Linked DNA regions of Danio rerio: region 1 is linked to region 2. A link is a contact called in public HiChIP or PLAC-seq data. All regions are on one chromosome and are shown on one strand. Each heading gives the region's core, a stretch centred on a gene start, on an enhancer-like site or on the middle of the called end of the contact. The rest is flanking DNA. Distances are from core to core; before and after follow the strand shown. Region 1 holds the start of en2a (engrailed homeobox 2a). Region 2 holds the start of nom1 (nucleolar protein with MIF4G domain 1).

The links. HiChIP or PLAC-seq counts read pairs in DNA pulled down with a chosen protein or histone mark.
Region 1: an H3K4me3 HiChIP or PLAC-seq map of embryo shows a contact between it and region 2, with 2.5 times the contacts expected there. The contact joins the promoter of en2a here to the promoter of nom1 in region 2. A contact is called at or near these places in 1 of 18 Hi-C or Micro-C datasets (embryo) and 1 of 4 datasets of contacts at active chromatin or transcription factors (embryo).

What each region holds. Positions count from the first base shown.
Region 1 is chr7:41,340,103-41,342,940 of GRCz12tu, forward strand. It overlaps en2a (engrailed homeobox 2a), which reads right to left and starts at 1,386. Exons shown (of 2, transcript NM_131044.2): 1 at 589-1,386. The coding sequence starts at 1,069. All of the region lies in intron 3 of si:dkey-151p11.2 (a long non-coding RNA gene), which reads left to right.
Region 2 is chr7:41,004,746-41,007,595 of GRCz12tu, forward strand. nom1 (nucleolar protein with MIF4G domain 1) reads right to left here and starts at 1,577. Exons shown (of 12, transcript NM_001044832.3): 1 at 1,498-1,577. It overlaps lmbr1 (limb development membrane protein 1), which reads left to right and starts at 1,789. Exons shown (of 18, transcript NM_001252604.2): 1 at 1,789-1,848. The coding sequence starts at 1,789.

The DNA.
Region 1 (2,838 bases), core at 136-2,635, 340 kb after region 2:
ATTTGGCAAAACCAAAAATCTATTTTTACACCAGTTCAGCATTAATATTGCATTTCAATAGAATTTCATTTATTTAGTATTATTAAAAGAAAATCAGTTTCTCGTCTGTTTATTCACTCTCTTCATTAATATGACAACAAATACATTATCATTATCACTCCACGAGTAAAATAAATAAATAAATAATAATAATATACAAATATTAGTAACAACAAAAAAACTTACTTAATTGTTGAAACTACTTACTGGTCGTTTACATTGACGGCCAAAACATTTTATTGTTTTTGGGACCTTTTGTCGTTTTATTTAATTATATAGGTACAGTCATAATATGTTAGTGACCCATAAATATTCAGGTACATAAAATATGCGCAAAATTTAAATAACCAAAATACTTAGTGAACTGTAAATATTTGTACTAGTATAACTTGTTCCATCACTTGGGGGTTGTTTTTAGAAACTGACCTTTTAAATTTGGTGGATATACGTGATTAGAATTAAATATAGTGCAATTATAACTCTTGTAGTGCTTTGCATAAATGTAACTATTTCTTGGCACATGCTATGAAAAAATAGAGGTAAGCGTACCTGACGACGGCCTGTCCGAGTAGCGTGTGCAGTAAACCCAAGCGGGCCACAGCATACCCTGACCAGTCTGTCCGTTTGAATTGCTCTGTGAACTATCCGATTCTGAACCCAAGCACTGATCCACATTCTCCCCGCGGGGCTTCAGGGGTTCTTCGCTCTCTATCTCTGCCTCCTTTCCTCCGCTGCTCGTATGCGTTGTGGAAGCTTCTTCCGCTGGTACAGTACTTCCCACCTGTCCCGTGCTTGGACCCGTAGGGTTGTGATTCTCTCGTGCGCCGTGATTGTCCTCATAGCGCGTAATATTCGCTTCTTTTTTACGGCCAAAATCTGGTCGCAGGATGTTGTCGATGAAGAAGTTTGTGATTCGGTGTGGCAGCTGCAGGTTTCCTGGAGCTTGTAAAAGGGGTCGTATGGCACTGTTGGACTCGTCCGACGCTCCTCGCTGTTCCACGTCTCTTGCGCTCTGCTCATTCTCATCCATGCTGAGACGCACTTTCCACCTTCCGTCCTTAACCCTTTATCGCTCTCCCGCACTCTGGCAGTCGCACCCCACTCCACGGGCGACTCCGTCCACTTTGTTCACTTCAGGAAAAAAAAAATTCAAAACGGCCAAAAAACTGTCAGTGAGTTTTAGCGACAGTAAAAAGCCTTTGCGCACCGTGGTCACAAAGGAAAAACATAGTTACGCCTTCCAAACACGGAATGTTTGCAGTTTAAGGTTGATGAACCGTAACTTGCCAGTTTGGTGCTACTGGTTTGCTGCGCAGTGCAACTAGCGAGGCTTCAGTGGCTACTCTGAGGACAGAGAAGTGGGGCTCCTTACTGCTCCTGAAATACTTTCACTCCGGATTTTTGTTCTTATTTTTAATACGAGCCCCCAGTGACGTTACACTCCGGTATCCTAGACACGTGCCTTTGGCCAATAGAACATGCTGGAGCTGATCACGTGCACCTGATTCGAGAGTAACAGACAACACTCATCCTTGCACTTTTAAAGACACAGTGCTTCACCAAAATACAAATTCGGGCAGTGCCAAAACGCAGCCTGCATACTGAACACGATCTTCACGATTTTCCTTTTTAATCGGAGGTTTGCATGTAGCGTAATTATCATTTCTATCCATTTTTTGTATGAATAATTTGAATTTGGTCAAGGCAACTCACTCTCCGAACGCACTCACGAAACCGCAGATTTTTTTTTTTCAATTACCGTTTTTGCACTAGTTTATTGTCAGTATTGTTACGTTTTAGTATATGCGAAAAGTTTTGTCAAAATTAATTTGTTGCAGTTTGATAAAGTCGAAAAAACGGTTGGCTATGCAAAACAGAATGCGTCAAACCAAAACGAGTGGATGAGAAATCGTTTCCATAATGGGGTGCTTACTGTTTCCAAACCGCAATAAACATTACTGTGAAATTTTTGACGAGGACGTGTATAGTATTTACTTCCATGAGTTATACAAGTTGGCTAGTATTGTGAATGGTACACAAATTCACATGATATACAGCGATGCAGTTTTTCGAAGAATCACGAGTACGCACTATTTTACGCGCTTTACACTGCACACTAATCAGAAAAAGTAAACTATGACAGACGAAGCTCTGTTTGCATCTGTCTAGGAGAACATACTTTAATGCAATGACTGGACCCCCATATCTTTGGACGGAAACTATTTTTATTAAAGAATGCCAATCTGCGTATTGTCGCGCCAAAAAATAAAAAAAATAAAAAATGAAGTAGAACTTTTCTTTGATTTCTATTCTTTATAACTCTTAACCAGAGCCTATGCACTATTGAAAAGGATGAAACCTTGTAGTAATGCAAATGGCGATGCAGATGGTTCCTTTTAAGGCTTTCTGTACCATAGAGCAGCAAATCCATCATCGCGCGCAATTGGTTTGGAATTCATTTTATTTCTCTTTATTCGCAGTAATCCGTCATAGAGTCGTTATGTGTATGATAAATGACGCCATAGCAATGATGTTCAATGTGCATTGACTGTGGCCTTTACTGCATATCGCATCGAAATCAACAATAACCATTGGTTCGCATTGTGTTCTTGCACCTTTAATATCACATTTTGTAAAGACATCATTCTGTTGTAACTGGCTGTATAGATGGTAAGTCTAGCTTCTGCCATTAAACGTGCAGTATGGCTTTTCTAACTAAAGAGGTTTCTCAAGAGGCCTTCTATGATTGCATGCTCATTAGGAAGTTTCTCTGGCGAGCCAACACCGTGCAGTCTCATC
Region 2 (2,850 bases), core at 327-2,826:
ATGCTCTGTTGTTCTGTTCCGCTATTAATATGCTAACATATAAAAATCAGTATTTTAAAATGCAATATTTAATGTGTCAGACACAAAATAGACACGTCAATTTGTTTAATATAAAATTAATAGTAATCTGACCAGTTAACCGTTAATAACCGATTAATGAGCAGCGTTTGTCGGTTAGCAAAACTAACGAAATGAACATTCCTAGTAGCTATTTAATTTACTTTTTCTATGTAAGAGAACTTGATTGAAAAATAATTTTCAACATGCTTGAACCATCTACACAATGGAGTTTAGTTCTGTTTTTTAAAACAGGAGCACCCGGAGGGAACTCGTGCAAACATGGAGAGAACATGCAAACTCCACACAGAAAACTGACCCAGAAAGACTCGAACCAGCAACCTTCTTGCTGTGAGGTGACATCGTTACCCATTGCACCACCGTACCACCCCATAATTTCTTATAATTTCTCTAAAATGCAAGTAGTGTCTATTTTAATGTTGTAATTAGCCTAATTAGTAATTAACTTTTATGAAAATAGAATGTAAAAGAATATTGGTGAAATAATAGTCCACCATCTTACACCAACAATATTTATATTTTAAAAAATATGTTGTACAACATATGTACTCATTACATTAAATAAATGTTCGCAATACACTTAATATATTTGCAAAATAAACATTAGACATATTTATTTTTAATGATTAAAAAACGAGACACGGTGGGTCAGTGGTTAGCACTGTTGCCTCACAGCAAGAATGTTGCTGGTTTGAGCCCTGGCTGGGTCAGTTAGTTTTTCTGTGTGGAGTTTGTATGTTCTCCCCATGTTCACGTTGGTCTCCTCCCGGTGCTCAAGTTTCCCCTCACAGTCCAAACACATGCGCTATAAGTGAATAATAAACAAATTGGCCGTAGTGTGAATGAGTGTGTATGGATGTTTGCCAGTGATGGATTGCAGCTGGAAGGGCATCTGCTGTGTAAAACATATGCTGGATAAGTTAGAGGTTCATTCCGCAGTGGCGACCCCTTATGAATCAAGGGACAAAATACAAATTTCATTGTAATGTAATTTCTAATAATGTTTATATTTTCATCGATGCTTACAATCAGTTTGTTTTAAAAAGCAAAAAATAAAAATTTTAAATCACAATTAATTAAATATTTATCTCATAAAATAATTAAGTAGACATGACACTATTTTTTGGTACACAAGTTACATCGAATTACATTTTAGTGTGTGTCTTCTGTAAATCATGGTAAAATATGATACCAACTGTTTTTGATTATAAAACATTTTAAGCTGCATTTCCCTTTTATTGATTTATTTTATATTACTCAATGCCTGCTAACTAAAGATCTGTTGCCAACAGTAACATATTTAGCTAAGTTAAATTCACTTATACTCCTGATTCATTTTTCACAAACAAACTCGACACTGTGACCATACATAAGACAAGTTGTTTAGTGGAAATACTGATGGATGAATTAGTGGATTACCTAAATGTAGCACAGGAGAAAGTCATCCATTTCCAGAAGGATTTTACTGTATTCATCTTGACAAGCCATCTGTGTACATCCATCGTCCTGCCTGTCGTAAGTCGCCGAATGATGACGCGATATATTTTGACTGTGTTGTGATCGTTTATTTGGCGCTGAGCGCAACCGCTGTCAGTCAGTCGAGCTCTTCCAAAGGGCGGTTTATTTATCTGATAAAGTCGCTTTCTCTCGCAGTGAATGGACTGGCCACCAAAATGCGTTGCTAATGAATGTGTTTCTGCAATATGAAGAATGGAAGACGATGTGACGATCAGAGAGCAGAATTTCCACAGCCAAGTGCGCGAGTACATCGTGAGTACAGAGAGACCCATTAAAGCACAGCACACTGACCCTTTATGCTCCGTGTTCATTATCCAGCTTGCATTTAGACTTCATTACGGATATTCCGTATAATGAAATCATGAATGGGTTTAACTGTGGTTAAGACTTTTGATAAATATCTCTAGAAACAGAACTGAGTTTAAATGAGGTCCATTAGGCTAGTTGGTTAGCCTCTTAGCTTGTCGTTAGCTACAATATTGAGCTCTTTAATCCCTTTCTGTGACTGAGCTCGCAATTCATTTGACTTCTAACCCAAAATTAAACGCGTTTTGTAAATAATTGTTAGCTGTCTGCAATTGTATGCATGAAGCCGAGTAACCTTTGTGTCATATTTCTAAAACTAGTAGAATTAGGACAGACTGAACTATCGTCAACTGACATCTGAGTAATCCTAACGGTTCTTCACTGACAGCTTGTTTACAGTTGTTGGTGTACACATGAGCATTGCAGGTTTGCAGTGTTTATTTTGGGTGTTAGGATATAATGTGCCTCTCCTTTCTGACTTGGCAAACTTGGGGCCAGTTGCATAAACTCTTAAGTTACCAACTAATTTGACTGACTGATGTGTTTTATTTAACAGGTTCACGTTAGACCAGCCTATGTTGTTTTTAAGGTTAAGTTGGTTTTATTTTCGCAGATTTGTTCAGTGACAACTTGTCCCTATATTGCCATGGTACATTGAATATTCGGTCTGAAATCACATTTATGTATAACTTCAAAACAACACATGCACTATTTAATTGACTGAACAATGTTGTACTTTGATTGTTGTTGGTTGCTTAGAATTTTCTTTTATTATTATTATTATTATAACAAAGCACACAGGCTGAAAAAAAAGGCGAGGGCAAGTGGCGCAGTAGGTAGTGCTGTCGCCTCACAGCAAGAAGGTCGCTGGTTCGAACCTCGGCTTAGTTGGCGTTTCTGTGTGGAGTTTGCATGTCCTCCCTGCATTTGTGTGGGTTTCCTCAGGGT